Regions from separate parts of the Mus musculus genome. Here region 1 is linked to region 2. The links are chromatin contacts, called in public Hi-C maps. All regions are on one chromosome and are shown on one strand. Each heading gives the region's core, a stretch centred on a gene start, on an enhancer-like site or on the middle of the called end of the contact. The rest is flanking DNA. Distances are from core to core; before and after follow the strand shown. Region 1 overlaps Thsd4 (thrombospondin, type I, domain containing 4). Region 2 overlaps Thsd4 (thrombospondin, type I, domain containing 4).

What was found. A called contact is a pair of places that touch in the nucleus more often than the background predicts.
Region 1: a Hi-C map of muscle stem cells shows a contact between it and region 2, with 2.2 times the contacts expected there. The contact joins two enhancer-like sites. A contact is called at or near these places in 11 of 484 Hi-C or Micro-C datasets (cerebral cortex, cortical neurons, embryonic fibroblasts and 6 more) and 1 of 115 datasets of contacts at active chromatin or transcription factors (a colorectal cancer cell line).

Annotation. Positions count from the first base shown.
Region 1 is chr9:60,229,311-60,236,175 of GRCm38.p6, reverse strand. All of the region lies in intron 7 of Thsd4 (thrombospondin, type I, domain containing 4), which reads left to right. Among named protein-coding and RNA genes, the nearest start is that of 2010001M07Rik, 100 kb to the left of the region's middle. Within about 2 kb of position 1,810, at least 60 of the 459 cell types and tissues checked have an H3K27ac peak or open chromatin away from gene starts, as enhancers often do. A contact at or near this core is called in muscle stem cells, where this site is marked.
Region 2 is chr9:60,020,061-60,026,365 of GRCm38.p6, reverse strand. All of the region lies in intron 8 of Thsd4 (thrombospondin, type I, domain containing 4), which reads left to right. Among named protein-coding and RNA genes, the nearest start is that of Gm7616, 72 kb to the right of the region's middle. Within about 2 kb of position 1,720, at least 39 of the 459 cell types and tissues checked have an H3K27ac peak or open chromatin away from gene starts, as enhancers often do. A contact at or near this core is called in muscle stem cells, where this site is marked.

The DNA of each region.
Region 1 (6,865 bases), core at 561-3,060, 210 kb before region 2:
TAGCCACATGTTGGAGTCCGTGAGCTAGCACATATTCATAAGTGAGCTAAGTCGCTCATAGCCCCCTTTCTCTACCTGACAGATGTAATGTAGACAAGGGCACGAGGCAGGGAGGCCACTTCTTCTTTAAGTCAGTTGTCAGTTTCTGACTTCCAGATCTCTTCCGTGCTGACTCGTGCTCTTGGATACCCTGCACTCTCAGGGGTCTTCCTTCCTGCTCAAAAGTCCCTTCCTTTCCACTCTCTGACTGTTTCCTTGGGTGGAATCAGAGTGTGGGCCAGTGTATCCTGGGAAACCTTAAGGTACTAGGATCACAGAGAAAGGGTGTCAGTCCTGACTCTTTTCTGCAGGCTCTTGTTGGCCATAGTGTTATGGAATATGCCCATGGCTTTAGGCAACACTTCTGCCCTTACCTCATTTCTCTCAGCCATGGTCTCTGTAACTAGGTATGTTCACAGTGGATGGCTGGCAGTCTCCAGTCTTCCCTCCTGCCTCTTCCTGCTCGTCAATCTCTCCTTCTGCTTTTTTTAATCTCTGAATCCCTGTGCCTCCCCTTCTTCTACTCTCAAAAAGATGCATTTCATACATCAAAGATGCTCTTCAATTGGATGGTATTTTGATAGGAAGCCCTGAGCAAGCTATTTAGGTTAAATGTTCTTTTAAGAAAAGATACTGGAGGGGCTGCAAAGATGGTTTTGAGGTTAAGAGCACTGCCTGCTCTTCTAGTGGACCTAAAATCAACTACCAGCACCCACATGGCAGCCAGGACTAGGGGCATCTGATACCCTCTTCTGTTTTCTTTGAGTACCAGGCATGTATGTGGTACATACACATACATGCAGGTAAAACATCCACATATAAAATAATAAGATAAACTTTAAAAAGAAAGAAAAGACACCAGAGTTTTCTCTGCTTTCTGCCTCCCCACTCACACCCACTGAACATCCTTGCTACTCAGTGACTGTTTTCTACAGTTTGAACTGAGGGACAGCTATGAGTCTGGGTACCATAAAAACAGCTAAGCCATGGTGGTCTGTATGTGGATGACTGCTTTCCTGATCCAGAAAGAGGGAAGTGCATGCAATTGAGGCAGTTGCTCCCATCAGACTCTTAATGGATACACACATTTTAATAATTAACACCAGGGTTAGGACAGGGGCTGAGCAAGTCAGAACACTTGCTGTACTGTGCAAGTACAAAGTCCTGAGTTCAGACCTGTAGCACTCATGGGGAAAAGCCAGGCGTGGCCAAGAATATACCAGGAACCGCAGCACTGTTGGGAGTGGAGATGGGAAGATTGCTGGGCTTCTTGGCCCACTAACCTAGCTCAAGGTTCCATGTGAAACCCTGACTCAAGGAAAAACCTAGCAGACCATGGCATCCAGTGTTCTCTGTCCTCCCACATATGTATGGGCATGTGCCCCTGAACACATGTGAACATACCACACACACACACACACCATGAAAGATACAGGGTGAAGGTTCATTAGAACAAAGGCATCCCATGGAAAATAGCTCAGCAGAAGTGTGTGTTTAAAACTCTCCTTTCTGCTCCTCTAGGACAGGAGTTTGAAGAAAAAAAGAAAGAGGAATATGGTTTAATGCTCAATTCAAACAAGGCAGTGAGTATGTTGATGTAACTGGATAGCTTTGAAAGGGAGGGTGAGATCAGCCCTGGCCTGGGTCTGGGAGCCTGGCTGCCAAAGAGAGGGGCAGCCTGGCCTCCCTCCCAGCCATGAGGCTCCAGGGCCTGAGGAGCCCAGGCCCCACGAGTGACACCTCGCTCTTCAGACACTCTAATTTATAGTTAACGCCTTTTAAGCAAACAAGAGGGAGGGAAAGAAATCTGGTTCATATTACAGCAACGGCAGTAAAGGGAAGTCTGGGAGTTCAAAGGAAAAATGTCCCAGGAAAAGCTCGGCTGTTAAAATTCGTTTGGAGTGGCCCGGAAGGTGATTGGAAATTAAAATGAAGGCTTTCTCCACATGTCTCTGTCTCTGTCTCTGTCTCTGTCTCTGTCTCTCTCTCTGATCAGCAATCCTTGGCACTCAGTTCATGCCAGAGAACAACCAAATAAATTCAAATCCATTGCTAAGACTTAGTCCGTTGGAATAACTAAGTTCCCCAAAACTCACTTAAAGGGACAGAGAAGAGAGGTGTGTGTTCTCTTTCAAGCCAGACCCCTTTGGACCCTCCGTGGTAAGGTGTCTTCTCTTTACCCACACAAAGCTTTTCCACTTCTGTTCCCTGGGTGAGCTTGCTGGGGAGGCTGTGTACTGGGAGAGGAGAAAGCTCTAACTGAAGCCTTGGCTGCTGGAGGGAGGAACGTGTTCACCAGCAGCACCACGGAAGCAAAGGTGCAAGCTGTATGAACCTCTGTGGAGCTAGCATTTCTAATGCTGCTACTAAACACCATGTATGGAAGGAAGTCAGGACAGGAACTCAAACAAGACAGGAACCTGCAGGCAGGGACTGAAGTGGTGGCCATGGAGGAGAGCTGCTTACTGGCTTGTTCCCCATGGTTTTCTCAGCTTGCTTCCTTATAGAACCTAAGACCAGCAGTCCACTGATGACACCTTGCCAATGGACTGGGCTGAGCCCCCTACCTCACCAATCACTAATGAAGAAAATGCCTTACAGCTACATCTTCTGGAGGCATTCTCTCCACTGAGGTTCCTTCCTTTCAGATAACTCTAGCTTGTATTGAGTTGACATAAAACTAGCCATTCCGGCATCACAGTAAGGGGCTTATCATTTAGACCTAGGGACGGTGTCTTGTGTTTCAGTGATGTGCTGCTTTGGAGGAGAGCATGGGGAGGTAGCACCCAGCTTTCCTGTAGGTCACTTGCTTCCTAGATGGGAGGAGCCTCTGTCTTTTTTTGTTGTTGTTGTTGGTTTTTTTTTTTTTTTTTTTTCCGAGACAGGGTTACTCTGTATAGCCCTGGCTGTCCTGGAACTCACTCTGTAGACCAGGCTGGCCTTGAACTCAGAGATCTGCCTGCCTCTGCCTCCCGAGTGCTGGGATTAAAGGTGTGTGCCGCAGCTCATCTCTTCAGCTAGGTCCATTTTATCAGTATCTATTCCTTTTGTTATGACAAAATACTGGGCAAAGCAACTTAAGGAAGGACAGATGTATTTCTGCTCATAGTTACAGTGGCAGCGAAAGCATGGTATGGAGAGCTTGAGACAGGTAGTCTCATGGTGTCCCTTTATGTTCTAGCCTAGGGGATGGTGCTGCCCACATGTAGTGTGGGTCTTCCCACCTCAGTTGACCCAGTCTAGAAACTCCATCACAGACATGCCTAGAGCTTGCTTTCGGTGTTGATTCTAAGTCATGTCCCATCCATTTAGCCGCAAGCCTCATCCCTAGCCCTAGGAGTTTTCCTTCAATTTCAGAAATCAGGCCATAATACGTTGCTGTTGTCCTTGGCAGCCTGCTCCCTTCCCTGGTGTAAACATGAATTGGGGTATAACTCATATGGACTGTAATTTGGATAAGAGGCAAAGAGCAGAAATTTGGCTGAAGTAGACCCTGAAAGAGAAGCAGGAAGTGTCAAAGGCACTGTAGGTGTCTTCACACTTGTGGCTCTGGACTGAGGCAAGCGGCTAGCCAGGCCTTGTGCTTCCCTGACACTTGTTTCTTTTGAGCAACAGAAGCTGTTGTTGACTCCTCCCACCCTCAGTGAGCTTGGTTTCTTTTCTTTGTGAGCCTGCCAGAGTCACATGTCCACTTCAGCCCAGTTGGACAGACCCACTGGCCTTTTAGCCTGATCTACCTTTTGCAAAGTAAGGCCAGGCTGACTTCCTTACTCAGGACCCCTGGGAGGGTGGCAATGCTATTTTGTAGTTTCCTGTGCATAGGAGGAAGGCCTGCTTTTACCCTCTCTGACCTCCTGTGGCTTACTTTTGGGTTACTTAAATAAATAGATTGGAAACGTTCCCTATTAGCCACCTCAAGCGCCCAAGGCAGGAAGGCAGCAGCGGGGCTTGCTCATCTAATTTTCCACCCTGTGTATTCCCCTCCCCCACACTGTGGCTGTTCTAGGCCTGTGAAATTTATTCTTCTTCCAGAGAGAATTTTTGCCCACAGAAAAAGGCTCCACCAGAATATATTGGTGAAATAACCAGGCATGGTGGACATATACTTTTAATCCAAGCACGCGCTTTTGGGGGCAGAGGCAGAGGGAGAGGGATCTCTGTGAGGTGGATGCTAGCTAGGGCTTCAGGTCACCAGCCTTGGTAAGATAGTAAAGATGCTAAAAGGCAATGCTCCCTGCAGGAAAACAAAAGAAAGCAAACAAACAAACCCTTTCCTCATCACAGGCTGTGACAGCAGTTTCATGCTGTGAGCACATTACTGGGCCAGCTCACCCAACTCCAGAACACGCTTATAAGGAACTCTGTGTCATAATCCTAATTTATTTCATAGTGGGGAATCCCCAGTGCACAGCAGTTTATCTAAGGTCTTGAACCGAGTAGATGGCTGGCAAAGAGGCTTCCAAGTCTGGGAGCAACACCCCAATACTGTGCAACTTTGGAACAAGAATTTTGTGACATTGATTCACAAGGAGATAGTTTGTTCGTCTTGTTACACATCTTTGTTCAAATCCTTGGGATTTGGAGCTTAAAAGGGTTATTTAGTTTTAGTCTTTATTTTTGTATATTTATAGTAATACTATTTATTATAGGCAACATACTTCCCTTTCTAAGCATCAGTGTTCTTATGCATTTGGAAAAGGACTGTGTTAGGTCTGTCTGCAGCATTGAATATGAAATGCCCCACACAGACCAGCATGCCCCGAGAGGCACTTAATAAGTGTTCACTGACTTCTGAACGTGCAGAAGTCACCCGTAGCAGCACGGTATCCACCTCTGGGAGCTGTTATTAAACTCAAAGAAAGCAAGACGCCAAAAGAAGTCTGTGAGCAGCACCACGTAATTGGCCTCTCAAAACAGTAGACACCCTGAAACTCTCTACGAGAGAAATAAACATAGAAATTTTGTTCACCTTTAGATGCTATGAGAAAAAAAATTATGACATTTATGGTACCAGGAGGGAGTCATTCTTTGTCACCCTTGGTCATTATGACTTTGTGTTTTAAGCTTTCATATGGAATCGTCTTAAACTTTTTATCACATTTATCTATTTGGGGTGTGAGCACATACATTTGTGCATGTGTGTGGGCATGCACTTAGCATAGCATGTACATGCAGTGGTGCACACTTGTAGAAGAAACAACTTGCAGGAATTGTTTTTCTCCTTCTACCATGCAGGCCCCAAGGGGCTGAGCTCAGGCCGCCAGGCCTTGTGGCAAGCATAATTTACCCACCAGCCCATCTTGTCAGCCCAGACAGTTTTCTTTTAAATAAAGCTGATTCTTTAAGAACATTGTTTCTGTTATTCCCTTGCAAAGGCACTCTGTATAAATAAGCAGTCATGACTTCTTTCTGAAAACATTTGAGGAAAGAGGTCACACTTTACAGCAGCTTCCTGGTAAATTCCTGGCCTTGAATTTGTTAGGTTTTTTTTTTAATCTTCCTTGGACATGGGCTGTTCACTTGTCCCCTGGCTGTCTACCTCCTGAGCTGGTGACCAGAGGAGTCCAATGCTGTCCCAGGCATGACTTTTGTCTATCTTTTTGCTTCAAGGGAGACTGAAACATTTATATGGTAAACTTGCTTCAGAATGGCTCATCTCATGCATAAAAATAGAACACTGGAAGCAAGGCTTACTCTTGTTCTTTAACCTTTTTTTAAGACTTTTTTTTTTATTAAGTGTATGTGTTATGGGGTGGGGGAGGTGTAGTACTCATGGAGGCCAGAGGAGGGCGTCAGGCTCTCTGGAGCTGCAGGTGGTCTTGAGCTGCTTGACATGGGTGCTGAGACTAGGTCCTCCGCAAAAGCAGCATGTGCTCTAACCACAGAGCAACCCCGCCAGCCTGCTCTTTAACCTTTGAAAAATATTTTTTAATTGGATTTTTTTTTAAAAGGAGTATATATATATATATATATATCCATGAAAATTTACTCAGAATCCTCATAGTTAAATTATTTATAAACTTTGAAGTGATTGCATCTACACAGACATATATATCTATATATATGGATAATAATATGGTTATTCCAGCGTGATGCTTTTATCTTTAAAAGCGCTGGACTTTGTACCTGTACAGTTTTGAGCTAGAGTCAAGGTTGGGTGATATATTCTATAGAAGCATTATTAGGGAAATAAGCTTGTGCTTAAAGCATGTTAAAGTCTACCCATTGTCTCCCAGTCAACAGTCCCATTTGTGCCCCCGGAGTAGCCGGCCCTCCTTATTTGGAGGCAGGTGTCTGATTTTTCACATGAGGCCACATCTGTGTCTCTTCTACAGGAAGATCCACGACCCTTTCTTGTTGAGAGCTGCCTCCTCTTTACTCTTGAACTCTGTGGCCCATAATACTGGTGGTAAATTCCTTTTCCAAGCACATTCCCAAAGGGATCCCTCGGGGACAGCTAAAAGGTTGGAATGTTTGACCAGTGGTTTGAGCCTCTTCTACTAAGAGAAGAAATAATTCACCAACACTTTCCAAAATACATAAGAGAAGCAGGGAGGAGAGAAATGTGTGTTACCTGACATTTTAAACAAGTATTCTACTGGCCCTGCACAGCCCAGGGGTAGATTAAGTAGGTATGACACGAGGTACCTAAGTGTCACACCTGTCCTATAAAGTCAATGGGTGGTATACATTCCACCTTCTACAGAAGTGAGTGGCATATGGACACATTTGCACATTCTAGAAACACTCTGGTTTACAACTCAAGTCCTGACCTCATGCCGGAAGCTGGCCATCAAGCACGTGGCTCTGCAGGGGCTGACTTAAC
Region 2 (6,305 bases), core at 471-2,970:
GCATCCAGAGACTCCAGAAGTTCCTCGGTATCTATCTAAACTCATGGTTCTCAGCCTTCCTAATGCTGTGACCCTTTAATACAGTTCTTCATGTTGTGCTGATCCCCAACCCTAAAGTCATTTCATTGTAACTTCATAAGTGTGATTTTGCTCCTGTTCCGAATCATAATATAAATATGTGATGTATAGGGTGTCTGATACGTGACCTGGAGGGGTCTCGACCCACAGGTTGAGAACCACCTTGTTATGTGCTAAGGAAAAGGTAGCAAGCTGGAGAGTGACCTTGGTCTGTGCCAGATAAGCCAGTGAAGACTGGTTCCAAACAAGCTGTTACCTAAAGGAGGCCTTATCGCTAGGCAAGACTCAAGTGGGTCATAGTGTGGGCTCAGCCTCGGCCTGCAGCAATTACGGGCCACATTTGGCAGAGTGAGGAAGATGGGAGTGGGGAGAATTAGAATCAATTAGATGTGAAGCATGAACGAAGAGCCAGGGAAACCATCACTGACTGGGGAGACACTAGGTCAGTGACCAAGAGAAAGTGAGTATGGGAGAGAAAACGATGTGTACAGTTTGGGACGGCGTTTATTAAATGGGCAGGGAGATTCTAGCAGGTGATGGGAAACACAGTGCCACCACTCGGGGTCATCTCTCCAGTGTGTATAGTTGATACTGCCCAAGTCATAGCTCAGCGTGGGGAACTAGAGGCTCCAGAACTCACTGTGTGTGCACTGTGTGGGGAGCATCTGCCTTCCTACAATCCCATAGCAACTGCAGGAGAGAGGGACCAAGGATTAGGTCAGAGACGAGACCAAGGTCAGAGATAAAAGAGATTCAAGAAAGGGCAGCTTAAGTCTTAGCACCAGTGGTTAAGATCAGATATGGTGCCTGGGCAAAGAGGCAGATGGATCCAGCCAGAGAGCAGGGACAAGGCAAGGTACAGGGGAATGCTATCCAGGATGCATGACAACAGAGGAGGGGAAAGATTTAAGAGTCCCAGGCCCAAGGCAAGACACAGTTCCCTTTCCCTTTTTAAGGGGGGGTCGGGGGGGGGGGATGGGGAGCTGGCTGTGAGAAGGTTGGAGGTGGGAGAGAATGGGATGCATGACAGAAGATAACCCCGTGGAGGCTGGAGAGATCAAAGCTGAGGTCATGACCTGTTGACAGTTGGAATTTACATTTTTGTGGAAAATCCTCCAGAGGGATCCACCCAAAACCCCCAAGAGTCAGGCCATGCAGCAGCTGACAAGCAGGCTGTTGATTTGGAGCAGCCAAACCAGCTGGTGGTCTGGGGGGAGGGGGGCTAAAGGAAGATGGACTACGGGGTAAGGTTTGCTCGGAAGGACAGATTCCATAATCAAACTTAAGCACACTAAGCCACGCATCAAATGCATGATTTCTCTCCTGATGCTGAACTTCGGCTTCCAAATATTTTAATTAAACCAACATGTAAACATTGTAGATATCAAAAGAGCAGGGGCGTCATTAATTGAGGAGCCAAGACAACTGGCCCTTTATCCCCACAGATCACTCCCTCTGAAGTTCCAGGCCCTGTGACAGGCATTCTGACATCACTCCATGATCAGAGCCCTGGGTTTAAACCCAGTTTGGTTTGTATCCTGTCACAGGCTTCTTTCTTATCTCTTGGGCCCTTTTGAAACAAGCAGTTATCAGATCAACATTTAGCTTAGTGGCCTCGGGTTGAATAGGTAATTTCCACCCTGACTCATCGGCTTCTAAGAATTCAAGCCAAGATTCCAGGCTGGCTTTTAGTAATAAATACTGTGATTAGCGTCTAACCAGGCGAGCTAACATTTTGCTTGGAGAAAGCATCATTTTCCCAAACAAATGTCTTTCAAATAAGAACGATTTCATGGTGTCAGTTCCCAACATGATTCTTTTCAGTGCTTAGGAATAACCAGTGGGTTGTATAAGAAACGTTCTTGGTGCCTTTAAAATCCAGTTTTCTCCTGGGGTTTTATTTCTGCTGTAGAAGCTCCGGTCTTACAGGGACATATGGCTTCTCGTTGAAGTTTTGTGGTAGTCCTCCCGAGCCTTCTTCCAGTCACTATTCATGAATTTATTTATTGGTGTGTATCTATGTGTGTGTGTGTCTTTGTGTGTCTGTGCATGTATATCTCTGTATGTGTGTCTGTCTTTCCCTGTATATCTTTGTGTGTATCTGCATCTTCTGTCAGTGTGTGTGTGTCTATGTGTGTATATCTGTTTGTCTGTGTGTGTCAGTGTCTGCTTGTGTGTCTGCGGTTGTATCTGTGTATAACTTTGTGTGTGTGTGCATGTGTGTCTTGTGTGTCTCTGCATGTGTGTCTGTGTGTGTGTGTCTGTATGTGTTTGTATATGTGTCTGCTTGTGAGTCTGCAGTTGTATCTGTGTATATCTGTGTGTCTTTGTGTGTGTGTGTGTATGTGCATGCATGTCTTGTATATCTCTGCATGTGTGTCTGTGTGTGCTTGTGTATGTGTCTGTAGTTGTATCTATGAGTGTGTTCATGTGTGCATGTGTGTCTTGTGTGCCTCTCCATGTGTGTTTGTGTGTATGTGTGTGTGTGTGCATGTATGTGGAGGCTGGGGGAAGACATTGGGTGTCCTGCTCTGTCATTTTCTGCCTTATTCCCTTGAGGCAAGATATCTCACTAAACCTGGAGCCATGTAGGTGACCAGCAAGCAACAGCCACCCTCCTGTCCCTGCTTCCCCTTAGTGCTGAGGTTACCAGCATGTGCACCGATGGCCAGTTTTTCACATAGATGCTGTCACTCAGACTCGGGGCCACAAGCTCACACAGCAAGCGCTCTCACCCACCGGGCTCTCTCCCCAGATCTCTTCGTGTCAGTTTTGCCTGGCCCAATACTGTTGGCACAAGACAGAAGCAGAGCCCAGGGCTATAGCACCTAAGGTGGCTGTCTGTGAGAGAATGTCTCCAGAGATGTACCCAGAGAGCTCAAATCCAACGTAGGTAAAAGTTGTAACAGTGATAAAACATGGCTTCTAGATTGTGAGTTGCTGGGGTTTGTGCTAGTGTGGGTTGTTGTTGAGGTTTTTGCTTTTTTTTTTTTTTTTCCTGATTTGAAGTCCAGAAGCAGAGGTGGGCATTGTATGGTGGTGCATGCCTTTAATCCCAGGAGCCTTTCTATGAGTTCCAGGCCAACTTGATCTACATAGCAGGTCCCAGGTTGGCCAGGGCTAATGAGACTCTGCTGAAAGAGGAGGGGAGGGAGACAAGGGACCTACAGACTGCACCCCTCCTCATTGGCTGTACCTGGGATGGGCCAGGCTCAGGATCTTGCAAGTGAGTGTCACACCTTTGGCCCAGTGCTAAATAAGAGAAATTAAGGCTTGTGATGAGAGCATGGAGGGAGGGAGCCCCAGAGACATTCCTAATGTGCAGCAAGAAACAATGTCCACCTCAGAGCTGAGCCGGAATCTGAAAGTTTCTGTGAAGAGTGCTTGCTAATGATTTTTCAAGTCTGAGGGAAAAATCAAGAAAGGAGCTAGGAGAAGATGGCACAGACAGGAAGGCCTCCAGTGTGGGATACGTTTTGATTTTTGCCAAGCAGGTTGCTATAAATTTGTGTGTGTGTGTGTGTGTGTGTGTGTGTGTGTGTGTGTGTGTGTTGCATGCATATGTGTGTGACCACATGGCAACCTTTCTCCACAGATGTTTTTAAGTAACCACATAATTCTGTCAGCATCTAGACAGGGGCCTTCCCTGCTGCCCTGAACCCTGGCCTGTTCCCTCAGCACTGTGGTATTGCCTCCTGCCCTGTGGTTGTCCAGCTACACACAACTGTGCCTGGGTGGCCCTGGAGTGCTGCCATGTCAAACACCGGCACTAGCTAGAGGTTTCAAGTTCTGTGAGGTCCCGTCACCAGCCTACTTTGGACAACACAGTTCATGGGTGGCTCTGAGGCCTTGTATGAGGACCGCTAAAAGGAGCTTTGGGTCACATCCCCAGCTTCTGTGGCTTAGGGTATATGGCTGTATTTTAAATTCAGTTCCTTCACCTGAAAATGAGAATTGGAAGGTGGAGGGCTGAGGGGAAATATGTGTGTGGGTTTAGTTTGTAAACCATTAAATGCCACACAGTGGAAAAGGAGGAGTCTGCAGGCTCTACTAATTTGATTTTCTGGTTATTGCTAAGCCTCAGTCAGAAACTGTCGGAATTCAAAACTGGGGGGTAGGGAGTTGTAGAGGTACCTGTGTGAAAACAAGGCTTACCACACATGGGCCGAGGAAGCTGCAGCAGTGGAAGTAGTACACAGAACAAGTTTCATCTTGGTGTGTTGGGAAGCAGGGAAGCAAGCCAGTCTCCAGAAAGAGGCCAGCCAGGCGCTAGGGAGCAGAGGACACTTGTGGGGGAGAAACAGGGTAATTACTGGGAGGGGAAGACTGTGAAACGCTCTGCTGAAGGCTGGGTGGGGAGAGGTTGGGATGGGCACTCTAAACGTATGGGTCTCAGCTCTCCTGAAGCAACGGGATCGAACTTTACTCCAAACTGGAACCACCTTGGAAACTTCGATACCTCCAGTGGCCCCGCCTACACCTCCAAATTAATTAAATCAGAAACTCTGCAGATAGGATCCAAGCTTTAGTATATACATTTTGATAACTCACCAGGTACTTGACACAGGCAGGCAAGATTGAGAAGCAATGACCTACTTAAGGTCTGGTTACACATAGCCTAGCAAAGGGTTAAGATGCTGAAGACAGAAGGAGTCATTTAGAGCCAGAGTGGATGACACCTAGTGATGGTGAACTTGAGCCTGATACCCATTGTCATACCAAAGTCAATAGTCCTCAAGGTCTTTCCCTTGAGGTAGGGTTACTGAAGCAATTCCCTGATGTGGAAGCTGTCAAGTTTCTTTGGCTCCAAGGAACAAAGAAGGAAATGTCACCCCCACCCTCACCCCCACTCCATTCTCTTCTCCATGATGACCTGTAAGGACATTGCTTGGAAATCTTGAAACTTGCTGAAAAAAATTTCACAAACTTAACTAAAGAAAAAAAAAATCTCTGAGGAACTCAGCTTTGAAAACCACTAAGAAAGAAAATGGAGTCTCCCCAGAGATGAATCCTATACTCAGCCACTTCCTGTTGGAATCTTGATTATTTGGGTGAACTGAAGCAGCCAACGCCAGGAGGAGGAGAGCCAAGCTAAATGACTGCAGACTGGAGCTGCTTGTTAGCTGGGAACAGTAGTGGCATCAGCTGGACTGTGGCTGACCCATTGCCCTAGAAACTAGACCCAGGTCAATCTCTGCTATTGGTGCCACATGTAGATATAGGAGCTACCCTTTCTGGCTCACTGTGTGCCGCAGAGAGAGCATTGCAAGGCCCTTTGCTTGATAATCTCCCTGATTTCGATCCATTGGCTGAGTGTTCCCCCGGATTGAGCTATGCAGAGAGAGATTCCCCATATACACCCATTCATCATAGGCATAGATTGTCTTCTTCTGGTGTGTGTGTGCGTTCACATGAACATGTATGTGGAAGAGTGTGTGACTGTCATGAATGTATATGTATATGTATATGTATATGTATATGTATATGTATATGTATATGTATATGTATAGAACAACCTTAACTGTTATTTCTCAAGTGCTGTTTGCCTTGGTTTCTAAAACAGAGCCTCTTGTTGACCTGGAAATCATTAAGAAGGCTGGGCTGACTGGCCGGTGAACTCTGGGCATCCACATATCTCTGCCTCCCTGGTACTGGGGTCACAAGGGCACATCACCAGGCCTGACAGTCTTTTCCTTTTGACATGGGTTCTGAGGGGTCATAATCAGGTCACATTCACCTCACACCCTCACCACCATTGTCCTTTTTTTTTTTTTTTCCCACTAGGATAGTATTTATTTTTCATTGGCAAAAAAGTTCAAATGCTACATTTTTAAAAATCTCAAGGCAATTGAAAGCATCACAGGAGACATCTGGCAATGGCACAAAACATCCTACAAGAGTTTTGTTTTTTTTAATACACAAGTTAGCTTAAAAAGACAGAAGTTCTGTGAGAACTAAGACATCTATAGCTTGTAGTTTAAGAACAGAAAAAAAAAATAAGACAAAAGATTAACAGCATCCAGCATTTTGCTTAATTTCCTGTTCATAGCTCCTATTTCTCTAGATTATAGTATGATTATGCTAAAACCTATGGCATATGTGGTGTACTGCAGTGGGCCTGCCGCTTCCCTCCACAGCAGTCTCTGCCATTGTGAGAATATTCTTCTGACACAAAGAGAACATGGAAGAACTGGGGAGCAACTGAGAAACTGGGTGCAGGACTATAA